Linked DNA regions of Sus scrofa: region 2 is linked to region 1. Evidence: chromatin contacts called from public Hi-C data. All regions are on one chromosome and are shown on one strand. The core of a region is the stretch at or near the end of the contact, and the rest is flanking DNA. Distances in the headings are between cores, read along the strand shown. Region 1 holds the start of DLL1 (delta-like protein 1). Region 2 has its middle 110 kb from the start of DLL1.

What was found. A called contact is a pair of places that touch in the nucleus more often than the background predicts.
Region 2: a Hi-C map of skeletal muscle shows a contact between it and region 1, with 2.5 times the contacts expected there. The contact joins the enhancer-like site here to the promoter of DLL1 in region 1. A contact is called at or near these places in 1 of 5 promoter capture datasets (liver), 3 of 47 Hi-C or Micro-C datasets (fibroblasts, liver and skeletal muscle) and 1 of 2 datasets of contacts at active chromatin or transcription factors (skeletal muscle).

The regions. Positions count from the first base shown.
Region 1 is chr1:195,132-200,624 of Sscrofa11.1, forward strand. It overlaps DLL1 (delta-like protein 1), which reads left to right and starts at 3,684. Exons shown (of 12, transcript XM_021085522.1): 1 at 3,684-4,002; 2 at 4,651-5,048; 3 at 5,233-5,493. The coding sequence starts at 4,995.
Region 2 is chr1:301,829-307,735 of Sscrofa11.1, forward strand. No RefSeq gene overlaps it. Among named protein-coding and RNA genes, the nearest start is that of DLL1, 110 kb to the left of the region's middle. Within about 2 kb of position 3,028, at least 9 of the 83 cell types and tissues checked have an H3K27ac peak or open chromatin away from gene starts, as enhancers often do. A contact at or near this core is called in skeletal muscle, where this site is marked.

The DNA of each region.
Region 1 (5,493 bases), core at 2,434-4,933:
TGCAAACACACCGTGTATACGTTCGGATCAGTGTGTCTTGTAAACGTTCATGTGTCTACGGGGTTCCGTCCTTAAGAAGTAAGGAAATACCCATTCTGGCGACCGGCACAGGTGAGGTTTTACCCATAGACATCAGTAAGAGCTTCCCACGTGCCCAGCAAGCAGGCCAGTTCCTCTGCTACTCTCCCTGCTGTTGTATCCAAACCCGTGACTGATGGAGAATCAGCAGAAGGGTGTGCTGGTGGGGCGTGTGAAACTAATACCAATTAATAAACTTGCTTTAGGTTCCCTTCATCTTCTTTTTCAAATAAGCTGGCATGTTTGATCAACACCAGATTTTCTGCCTGGAAGTTTTTCATTTTCTTGTTCTAAACAAGGACCCTAATTCTTCTAAGGAATTAGAGAACCTCTCTGTTGGGTATACAGTATTCAGTTGGTCTAAGAAAACACAAACTCCACTCAAGTCTCCAGACTTGTTTACACAGAAAACTGAACCTGGGGCTGGCTTAGAGTCTGGAGCCTATTCTAGGCATTGTTTGCTGCAATCTGCCCAGACCCTCCTCCCTCCAGTCACAACCTGCACCCCACACACATCTCCGGAATAGAACCTTTCTTTAGCCCAGGGGGGTGGAGACAGATTGGGTGACCAGAGTTATAGCTTACATTCACCTCTGAGGATGGGCGTATTTAATTTGGTAAAAGGATGGTCGTGAGGTGTTTATTTCCAAGTGGCCTAATAAAATGGTGGGTAAAATACTTAGGGTCTCCAACAAACAGAAGTCAGCTGTAGCTGTTGTGGCCATGGTTCTGATTATACAACCGAGGCTACCCGGGCCGCTGGGGTCATTCAGGCCATAAGCTATGCATGCTTGGCAAAAATAAAACACCAACACCAGGCGGCAAATCCCTCTCTCCACTCCTATGTCTGATATATTGGGTGCCTTCTAAGCCCTAATGAGCCTCACTTTGTACAGTAAATTTGCCGAGACATCAAAAAGTATTTAAAAGAAAGTTTCCTGCTTTTTCCTAATGAGCAAGGTGAGGATTTATGGTGTGTGGGGAGGAGGGACTCTGGCTGCTATGGCCAACATGGAGGCAAGTCTATTTAACATACTCTAGCTTAAGCTCCCTCCTGCATTTGGGGGGTTCAGAGCGCTTAGTTGCAGGAGTATACAGACATGCAGTTAGGGAGTGAAAAAACGCCATTTGGTTCGGAGCAGATGGCTGGCTAGGGGGCTGATGGCGTCTAAAGGCGTGTCATCCCCCTTCAGCCTGAATCCCTAAGGGCTCCCCTTGTCTTTCCAATCAATGAAAATTAAAGTGCAAAGAAAGGATGAATAGTTGGACCTCGAGTCTCTCCTTTGTTCATCTCAGCTACTGGTGTGCAGGAGTTAAACTACAACAGACTCCTATAGAAACACTGAAGTTAAACAGTCTCCCAGCTCAGCTTTGAAAGGGAGAGGGGGAGAGGAACCAACATAGGGTGGGTGGAGAGAGAGAGGGAGAGAGAGAGAGGGAGGGAGGGAGGGAGAGAGAGAGGGAGGGAGAGAGAAGAGGAAGAATAAAGTAGAGGAAAGAAGAGCAGGAGGAGGAGGAAAGACAAGAAAAGGGCTTTCTGCTTGATTTCCCCAATACAGAATTGTGTGGCATAAATTAAGTTGGAAAAGAATGAACGCTTTGGGCAGGATTCTGATGGATTTTACGATGCCTTTCAGTTCCGCTTTGCCGCCGTAATCGAGAAATCTGTGCCATGTCAATTTAACAAATACTTGATACTGAGGGGGGTTTGTTAAAGATTTGGGGCAGGTCTTCCCGCCCCCCCCCCAAGGTTTAAGCCCTTGCGCGTGGAACTTTTATTTCAGTTTTCTAAAAAGGCATTCAAATAAGCCTGTTTCTCACTTCCATTTTCTAATTAAAAGGTTCCTGATATTTCATTTCTTACTGAAATCTAGTCTCAGTCTCAGAGCACAGAGGATTTAGAACTCACATTCCTTTCTTCTTTTGCCCTCTCCTGCTCCAGGAACTGCCTCACCTCTCTCCCACCCACCTCTCCCCCCCACCCCCACCTTCCTTGCAGTAGGGAGCAGAGCTCTCAGAAATGAGCTTTCAGAGGAAACATGGATATAGTGAAAAAAGGATGCTGACACTAGGTGGCAAGATTAAATTAGGATTCGATCTGGCCCGGTCCTGTGGTGATGCAGCGAGTCCTTGCAAAATCCCCACAGGGCGGCCACACTTGTACTGCCACCATCATGGGGGGTGGGGCAGAGCAGGTTTTGAAGTCTCCATTTGTTCTGCACCAAACTGTATGGGGTTCTTGTGGGGTCCAAGTCTGCCTTTCTCACTTCAGCCTTAAACATTATACACGCATTACTTTCAATTCATTCTTTGCTCCCTCGGGAAGCAGCAGTGGAACAATTAAAATCTGTTGATCCTGAATCTTGACAGGTATTCGGGAGCCTGCTGCCTAACTAGTGGAGGGATGGCCCTAGACTTCAACTGATTTTTAGATTTGCTGTCTACTGTGGTTTTACTTGGTATTTGAGAATTTTCCTTCTTCTTGTTCATTAGACGGTACACTGTGATCTGAACATCTGCTGCAATGACAGTCACATTTTGCCAGGACAGTGCACGTTCTCACCAGTAAGGTGGCTGTAGCACTCCTATAGCGAGGCTGTTGTGGCCCGGCGCCCTGGAGCTGTGCTGCCAACAAAGTGGAGTTTACTCCAGCGCTCACACCTTTCCTCCGGATGAAGCTGCCCTAGGTGTCGGGGAGGGGGAGGTCAAGGGAGGAGCAGATATGGGTGGGATAGAAGCCGCCCAGCACGAAGCTGGATGCCAGAGTAGGAGTCCATGGCCCACCTTAATTCTGCATCGCGGCCGCAAGCATGAGAGCAATTTAGATCCTCATTGTGTGAAACGTGTGTTCTCGGCCCTCCCAATAAACTCATTTCCCTTTAAAAAAAATGAAAACAAAAGTTCTAGTGTCTGATGGACGTGTAAAAACCTAATAAGGTGATGGTTGTGCAAAGGTTGCGGGTTGGGGGGGCAGGCTGGAGGGTCTTTAGAACATGTGCCGGACATTGTTGCAGAGGCCGCGGCGCGCGCGGAGGGGAGCTCTTTCTCTCTGCATTGTGCGGGGAGCAGGTGCGGTCTGCATTACCATACAGCTGAGCGCACAAAGAGCCACTGATTCAGCCTCGCACAATAACAGACTGCCTTAATGACAGCCACGCGAACGACACACACCAAACTCACTTTTTACCAAGCAGAGGGAGGCCGAGGGGGGAATACCCAGGAGAGAGGTCCTGGGGACCCCGGAAAGGTGGCGGCGGCCGAGAATCGAGCCCGGAAGGGTGTGTGTATTGGGGATGGAGGGGAGGCGGTAGTTTACTGCGTCAGGATCCCCCCGCAGTGGGGGACGCGCTACCCGGACCCCGCCCCCCAGCGGCTGCGGATTGGTGCGGGAACACCCCAGGCGCGAGGCAACAGGGTCCCCGGGGCGCCGCGCTCGCTTCTGCGTTCCCAGACGCGGAGTCGCGGTCCTCGTCCGGGAGACGTCTGGGTGTCAGACCTTCCCAAACTTCCCGAAACTGCCGCTGCGCTCTCGCCACCCTCTGCCCACTGCTCGGGCCCGCCCCCTCCCTCTTGTGCCCCGGTCCCCCGCCCCGGAGACTCCTCCTTAGGAAGAGGCTGCCCGGGAGAAGGGGCGGCCCACCGGGAACTGGGCCTCGGACTTCGCACCCGCCCCCCCAGGCCCCGGCCGCGGCCAGAGAGCGGGTCGGAGGCGGGCGCCGCGGCGACGGGAGAGTTCCCCAGGCCGGACGCGGCCTCACCCGCCGGGTTGCTCGCGGCGGGGCAGGGGCGCAGCGCCGCCCCCGCGCGTCCCCGGGCCTCTACGAGTCTGAGGCCGGGAGGAAGCGCCGAGGAGCCCGGGCGGCGGCACCAGCCTCGGGCGCAGAGGGGATTCTTGCGGTGAACATTTTGCAGGAATGTAAATGAGTGCGTTTCGTGGGATGGGGGGGCGGGGGCGGGGGCAGGGGAGGGCCGAGGGCGGGGAGGGTGGGGGCGGGGAGGAGGGTTGCACATTTTACAGCTCACTGACCATTTGGCGAGCCATTGAGAGGAGGGTTTGGAAAAGTGGCTCCTTTGTGACAGCTCTCGCCAGATTGGGGGGCTGCTCATTTGCATCTCATTAGCCATGCGGGCGGCCGGCTGGATATAAGGCGGCGGCGCGGGGTGAGCTCGAGCCCCTGCGCGCCCGCGGAGCCCCGGCCGGCGCCGCACCCGACGCGCAGCCTGGCGCGCAGCCTTCGCCGCGACCCGGTCCTAGACCCCGGGTGTTGACCTGGATGGCACTGGCTGGGTCCCTGGGAAAGACTCAGGTCCAGGGCGCTTCCCGGACCACGGCCGCCGAGTGAGCCAGCCGGGCCGCACCCGCGGGTGCTCGCCGGCCTCGGATTACCGCCTCGCGCGTGGGATTTCCAGAACGCAGCTCGCTAATCGGACTCGCGGGCAGCTCTGCAGCTCCTTGGGAATTGAGCTAAATATTTGGACGTTTCCTCTCCCCCTTTTCTTTTCTTTCTTTCTCTTTTCCTTTTTCTTTCTTTCTCCTTCTCTTTTTTTTTTTTTTTTTTTCCTGCGAAGAAGCTTAAGACAAAACCAGGAAGCAGACGACCCCTACCTACTGGTGGCTTGGAAGAAAGAGGGGAAAACCGAAAGTTGCTGCTCCAGGAGCAGTCTCTTCCAGGAGCCTTTTTCTCTCGTGCATCCCCGGAGCTGCCATCGTCTCCGCTGGGCGGATCTAAGGGACCTCGGCTTCCAAAGGAGCCGGAGACGGACCCTCGAGGAGAGAAGCCCGGATTTTACCAGCCGGAGGCAAAGCGGCCGCTCTCTCCCGCCCACGCTCCTGGGGGCACCTTCCTCCCCAAGCATTCCCTGCTGACTTAAGAAGAAGGGGACGCGAAGAGAGCGAGCGCGTCCAGCGGTGCACCATGGGCCGGCGGTGCGCCCTGGCCCTCGCCGTGCTTTCGGCCCTGCTGTGCCAGGTAAGTTGCCAGGTGAAGTCCCCAGGGCCGCGCTGTCCCGCAGGCTGCCCGCGGGGTGCCCCGGAGCCCTGTGCTGTCAGGTGGGGACCCGGGGCGCAGACCCTGAGGGGCACTGGGCCGAGGGCAGGACGCGGCAGGGCGGGCTCCCGGCGCGCAGAGCCCCACGCCCTGACCTCCCCCGCAGGTCTGGAGCTCCGGGGTGTTCGAGCTGAAGCTGCAGGAGTTCGTCAACAAGAAGGGGCTGCTGGGAAACCGCAACTGCTGCCGCGGAGGCGCGGGGCCGCCGCCGTGCGCCTGCAGGACCTTCTTCCGCGTGTGCCTCAAGCACTACCAGGCCAGCGTGTCTCCCGAGCCGCCCTGCACCTACGGCAGCGCTGTCACGCCGGTGCTGGGCGTCGACTCCTTCAGCCTCCCTGACGGCGCGGGCGCCGACCCCGCCTTCAGC
Region 2 (5,907 bases), core at 1,778-4,277, 110 kb after region 1:
AGGCGAGAGCAGGGCCCAGGCTGGCGGGGCGGACGCTGGCACGGAAACAGGGACAATCGGGATGCTTGAAATTGCGCAGGGGGACATGAGGGCCCTGCCGCATGTCTAATTTGAAAAACTAAGTCAGATTGTTGAGCCACTTGATCCTTTCCAGGTACGAAACCGCTTGGTCAGTGTGGGATGAGCGGCAGCTTCAGCTGCCGTGTCTAGACCCACCTCTGAAGAGCCAGGTGGCAGAACTCGGACCTCGGTCCCTCCACGTGGCACCTTCTCACTGCTTTTATCCCCTCCCCCGCACCCATATCCTACCTCTCCTTCGTCCCAAGTGTGAAGATCTTTTTGGGGACACTTGTGTCCAGAGAAGCCCCTTCCCCATCACAGGCCCAGGACTCAGTCCTATCAGCACCACTCAGCCTTTTCTGACTGCATAAGAGAGGCGAGGGGCTCTGGGCGGGCCCTGAAAAGCCACGAGGGGCTCCCCCTTCCCCGGAGGCCACGTGGTCCTGGAACCCCCCCTTCCCCTGGAGGCCGCGTGGTCCTGGGACCCCCCCCTTTCCCCTGGACACCGCGTGGTCCTGGGACCCCCCCTTCTCCTGGAGGCAGCGTGGTCCTGGAACCCCCCCTCCATATGTGTCGGCTCGGCTGTGAGAGGACTGTGGGGGGCAGAAAGACCTCGGGAAACTCTTACGGCCTCTCTGTTCTTGAGGCAGCTAAGGGGACAAGACCAGGCCATGTGGGTGATGTGCCCGCATGGCATCCATAGCGCGTGTTCAGCCTTCATCCGTCACCGTCAGGGCAGTCAGCAGCTGCGGGTGCTGGGGTCCCTCCCGGAGCACTTGCTCTGCCCGCACAGGGCTCAGCCTCCCCGCATTCCGCGCAAGGCCTGTCATCCCAGATGGATGCCTGGACTCCCAGGGGGACCCGGGTGGGAAGATTCTTCTTTTGAAATGAATATGCAAGTTCTTAGAAGGTGGTACTAAATTAGCACCAGCTTTATCTTGGCTGTAAGTTGATTTCTCATTCTTTGGGTTTAAGATTCCATCCCAAGCCTATAATTACTTCCCTGAAATAGGCTTTTATACCCTAAATGGCCAGACATTGTGTCCCCGGTCCTTTATCTTGATTAGAAATGGATCCCATGTTTTAGTAAGTTTGTCGGGCAGCGCCTCACCCACTGAAGCAGCAGGTGTGGCCATAAGCCCTTGGTTCCCGAAATAGCCTCCCCCTCCCTCTCCCCCACCCACCGCACCGCTGTGTGTTCAGTCTCAAGGGGACCCATGTGCAGTTGCAGAGCTGAGTCTTTGTCCCTCTCTTTGCTCGTCTGACAGTGTGTCTCTGTGGACTCAGGAGCAGAGCCGCGGGGCCTGGCTGGAGAGTCAGAGGAGACGCACACGCGTAGGAGGAGAGGCACTGCCTGAGGCCTGGGGATGCGGCCACGCAGCAGCAAACGGGAAGGAGGCCCCATTTCCACAGCACCTGGGTGCTCAGTCCTGATCACACCCACTTCTAGGCGTGTGATGTCAGCTAGGCCTGCACGTTGCTTTGAAAGAAGCCCACGCCCCCGTGGGGTGAGCAGACCCCTCCTGGGGTGAAGATGCTTCTCTGGACAAGCGACATGTTCTGTGCCTGGAAGGTCCCAGCAGGACACGTGAGTGCGGCTAAGGGAGACCCCAGCCTTCTCCTCTGATGTGGTTTCCCAGCCCAGGGGTTTTGAGGGGGCATCTGTCCTGGGTAGCCTCCAGAAGATGCACCCCTGCGTCAGTGAGGGTAAGCTAGGCCCTCACTGTGGCTTCCATGTCATGGGCTCCAGAATATGACCTTGGATGAATAAAGATGTCTATGAAAAGTTACAAAAGAGACCGCCAAGCCCAACTGGCTCCATTTGCAATACTGGAAGGGACGGCTCGGTGGCCTCTCTGACCTGTGCATCAAGCATGTGGGAACTTCGTGGTCTCCGTGGCTCACGGGGGCTTGAGCCAGGTTCTCTGTCGGTGCCGGGAGGGAGGTGAGCACGAGGGTGCTCAGCGCTGGCTCAGCGCTGGCTGAGGACGAGGCTCAGCGCTGGCTGTGCAGCCGTGGTGGCAGCTTCGAGTCAGAGGCTCTGCCAGGGGCTCCTGAAGCCCAGGAGTCGAGAAGAGTGTCCACTTCTTCTCGGCCCCAGGGGAGGATGGCGTAAGTCCTGCCTCCCTGCTGAGGGACACGCCAAGCTTGGCCAGAAACCCGACCTAGCTCCAGAAGGACCTGCAGCCGGGCGCCGTTCTAGAATGTACCCAGGGCGCCAGGCACCTGCCCTCAGGAAGCTTGGGCGGGATCCCTCCCTTCCTAAAAGCCTGGATGGCCCACAAGGCCCTGCCCAGGAAGTGAGGGCACCTCTGACCTCGGGGGGCAGACACCTGTACCCCTTCTAAAGCACAAGCATGGCCTTGCAGGAAGGAGGGGCACTGGGGGCGATGCCCCGGGGATGGAGGGGACAGAGAAGGTCCGGCTGCCCAGGATGGACGAGGAACACGTGGATAAGCCAAGACGGTGCCAACACCTGTAGGGCACAGACCCCAGAATGAAGCTTGTGGAGTAAAGAAGGGAGGTTAGTGGGGTTTTAAATGAACGGGGGTGGGAGCTGTTCGTGGCCCCCCCTTTGATGGGAAAGCCAGGTGCAAGAGAAGGGGGAGGTGAGCAGTGGGCACCCATGGAGCTTGTGAGCCTGGGCCAGCCTCTCTACCCGCTGCCCTTGACTAAAGGAGGACGTGTCGCTCTCCCTAGCAGTGAGCCTGGTGCACCTGTGCATCTCGTGGCAGTGCATACCCAGCCTTCTTCGTTCTGGGTTTTGGTGGTGGATTAACAAGTAAACTGGACACTGGGGCAGGAAAGAGGAGCAGCAAAGACCAGGGACGGGTCAACTTGGGGCCTCCCGGGCACAGAGATGGACCTTTCTGAAGTTCTAGCGGTGGGCTGGCAGCCAAATGCTCCCAGTGCCCTGCCGAGCAGAGCTGCTGATTCATCGCAGATAATTAGAACTTCGACTGTGTCAGGGATCCGCGCCACTAGGCTGACGCCCCCCCCTTCCTTAACAGGGAAGCAGGTCACAGGGTAACACAACAGGATCAAGTCACAATGGGAGTCAGTGCCCAGCTCCTGCCAGGCCAGCCAGAGCCAGTTCTGGGGGCCGGAGGCGCTCTGAGCTGGGCAGAGCAGGGCCAGGAGGGAGAGGAGAATGAGCCTGCCCCAGGCCCAGGCCCAGACCCAGCAGGAGGGCTGGGGAACAGGCTGGTCCTGCAGAAGTGACCTCTCGGAGCTTGGGGCTCCTGTGCAAGTGGGGGTGGCTCACGGTACCGCCGAGGAAACCAGCTGTCCTCTTGCCAGTATCTTCCAGAAGCTCAACCTCTACTTCCGATCCCTTAAACCAGGAACATGAGAACCCCAGCCGGGGCCGGCTCAGGCTCCCTGGACACCCTCTGATGGGAGACAGCATCTTCCAGGGGGAGCAGGAAGCTGCAGGGTTGGCCTTGGGGAGGAGGGGCAGCCGTGAACACTTCTCGGGTGGGCGGGCTCGGCCCACCTGCAGGCAGCCTGCCAGCCTTGGAGGGAGAGAAGGACTTGGTAAAGAGGAGGCCCTGGGCGGCCTGGAGATGACAAACCCTGCTTCCTGGATGTGCGGGCCTCTCGGCCGAGGTGCCTGAGGCTTCGCCCAGAAAACCAGGCCAAAGACAGAAGCCAAGGCCCGTTGTAGCAAACGGAGAGCAGACACAGAGTGAGCACCACCGGCTCCCAGGGCTGGTGGTGACAGGGCTTCGATCCACAAGGAGGATTTTCTGAAGGAGGTTCTTGGTTGGCGGGGGCCTCCCTTGCCCTGGGCCTCCCCCGGCGCAAGGGGCCAGCGACAGCAGAGGGCCAGCCTTGCTTTCCAAAGTAAGTTCTTCCCTAAATAACTCGGCAAGGAGACGAAAAGTCCCTTTCTGGTCTAGAAGATGCAGATCACCTGGACTTACTGGGAGAGGCGACTTCTGTCTCAGCTCAGCTGAAGGGCGAGGCTGGACACCTGTGCTGGGCTTAGCTGGACCTTAAGGCCAGAGGCTCCGGGCCGGCGTGGCTGCCCAGGATCACAGGGCCAGGGGGAAGGCGGGACCCCTGTCCTTCTGGCCCAATGACAAGAAGCCACAGCCACAAAAATCCACAGGGCCCCTGAGCCCCCGGCCCAGGATTTCTCAGCGCCCGGCTGTCCCCCGGGACGTGCCTGGGGGGTGTCTGTACTGGCTCGGTGCCTCTGTCTCCAGGCTCAGTCTCAGGGATGCACACAGCCTCCAGCTCCTGAAACATAATACCCACCCGGAGGCCGCGCTGTGTCCTCTTGGCTCCCCCTCGGTCTCACTTTAACTTTCCGCAGGCAATTGGGCAAAATCACTCCCCAGGGCAAGGCTGGGTTATATGAGGTCTGCATCCTGCCCCTCGGAGCCGTGCACTCGCACCAGCAGGAGAGTGGCATTGGCCTCAGCAGAATTTCTCACTCGTAATTTTTTTTTAGAAGAATACACAAATGTTTCTCTTCTTTAAAAAATCCACTAAGGCAAAGGAAACAAAGCAAAAATAAACAGACGAGACCTAATTAGACTTAAAAGCTTTCGCACAGCAAAGAAAACCATCCACAAAAATGAACAGACAATCCCCGAATGGAAGGAAATATTTTCATATTACACAACCAGATAGGAGTTAACATCCAAATTACCTAAACAGCTCATACAGCTCAATGTCCAAACCCAGTTAAAAAATGGGCAGGAGACTTGAATAGATATTTTTTTCAAAGAAAACATATGGAGGCCAACAGGCACAAGAAAAGGTGCTCGGTCTCACTCATCAGCAGAGAGATGCAGCTCAAACCCACACTGAGGTACCTCGCACCGGTCAGAATGGCCATCAGCAAAAAGACACCAAATACCAAAATGCTGCAGGGGGTGTGGAGAAGAGGGAACATTCGGATCCTATTGGCGGGAATGTATTTAGGGCAGTCACTATGGAAAACAGTATGGAGGGTCTTGGAAAAATTTAAAATAGAACTACCTACAACCCAGGAATTCCACTCCTGGATATAGATCCCAAAACCCTCAAAACTCTAATTCAAAAAGATCCATGCACCCCAGTGTCCGCAGAAGCACTCTTCACAATAGCCAGGACATGGAAGAGACTTACGTGTCCCCCAACAGATGAATGGATTCAGAAGATGTGGCACATATATACAATGGAACAGCACTCAGCCACAGAAAGAATGAAATCTGGCCCGTGCAGCAACGCGGATGGGCTCGGAGGCAGTTCCGCCAAATGCAAGACGTCCGACAGAGAAAGGAAACACTGTACAGTGTCGCTTTCACGTGAGATCTAAAAAAGTCAACAAAGCGGCGAGTGACACAGAAAAAGCAGACTCGCAGAGAAGCGACTCGTGGTCGGCTGTGGAGCGGGAAGAGGAGGGATTGGGGGCAGAGGCCGCTGGGCATAAAATAAACAAGCCGCAATCGTGTCAGGTACAGCGCAGGGAACGGAGCCTGCGTTCTGGCGACGGCAAAGCGAGGATAAGCTTCCAAACTGCTGAGTCACCACGTTGTGACCTGAAACGTACATGTAATATTGTGTATCAACTCTACCTTAGTAAAAAGAAAATCCAGGCTTTTCGAATTTCGCCACAGGCAAGCCGTCCGGTGGCAGGTGTAGAGCGCAGCCTGACGAGGCGTCCGCTCCTCGCCCTGGTGCTGCCAGGGGTCTCCCCTGCCCCTGGCTTTCCTCCTTCTGTCCGCATGCTCTTGGCTCACAACACATCCAGACGTGGCGGCAGAGCCCAGCGGTCAAGGCCCGCAGCAAAGGTCATTTGCTTGTGTGAAGTGCGGCCTGTTTCCGGCCGTCCCATCTCCACCCAGATCCCTG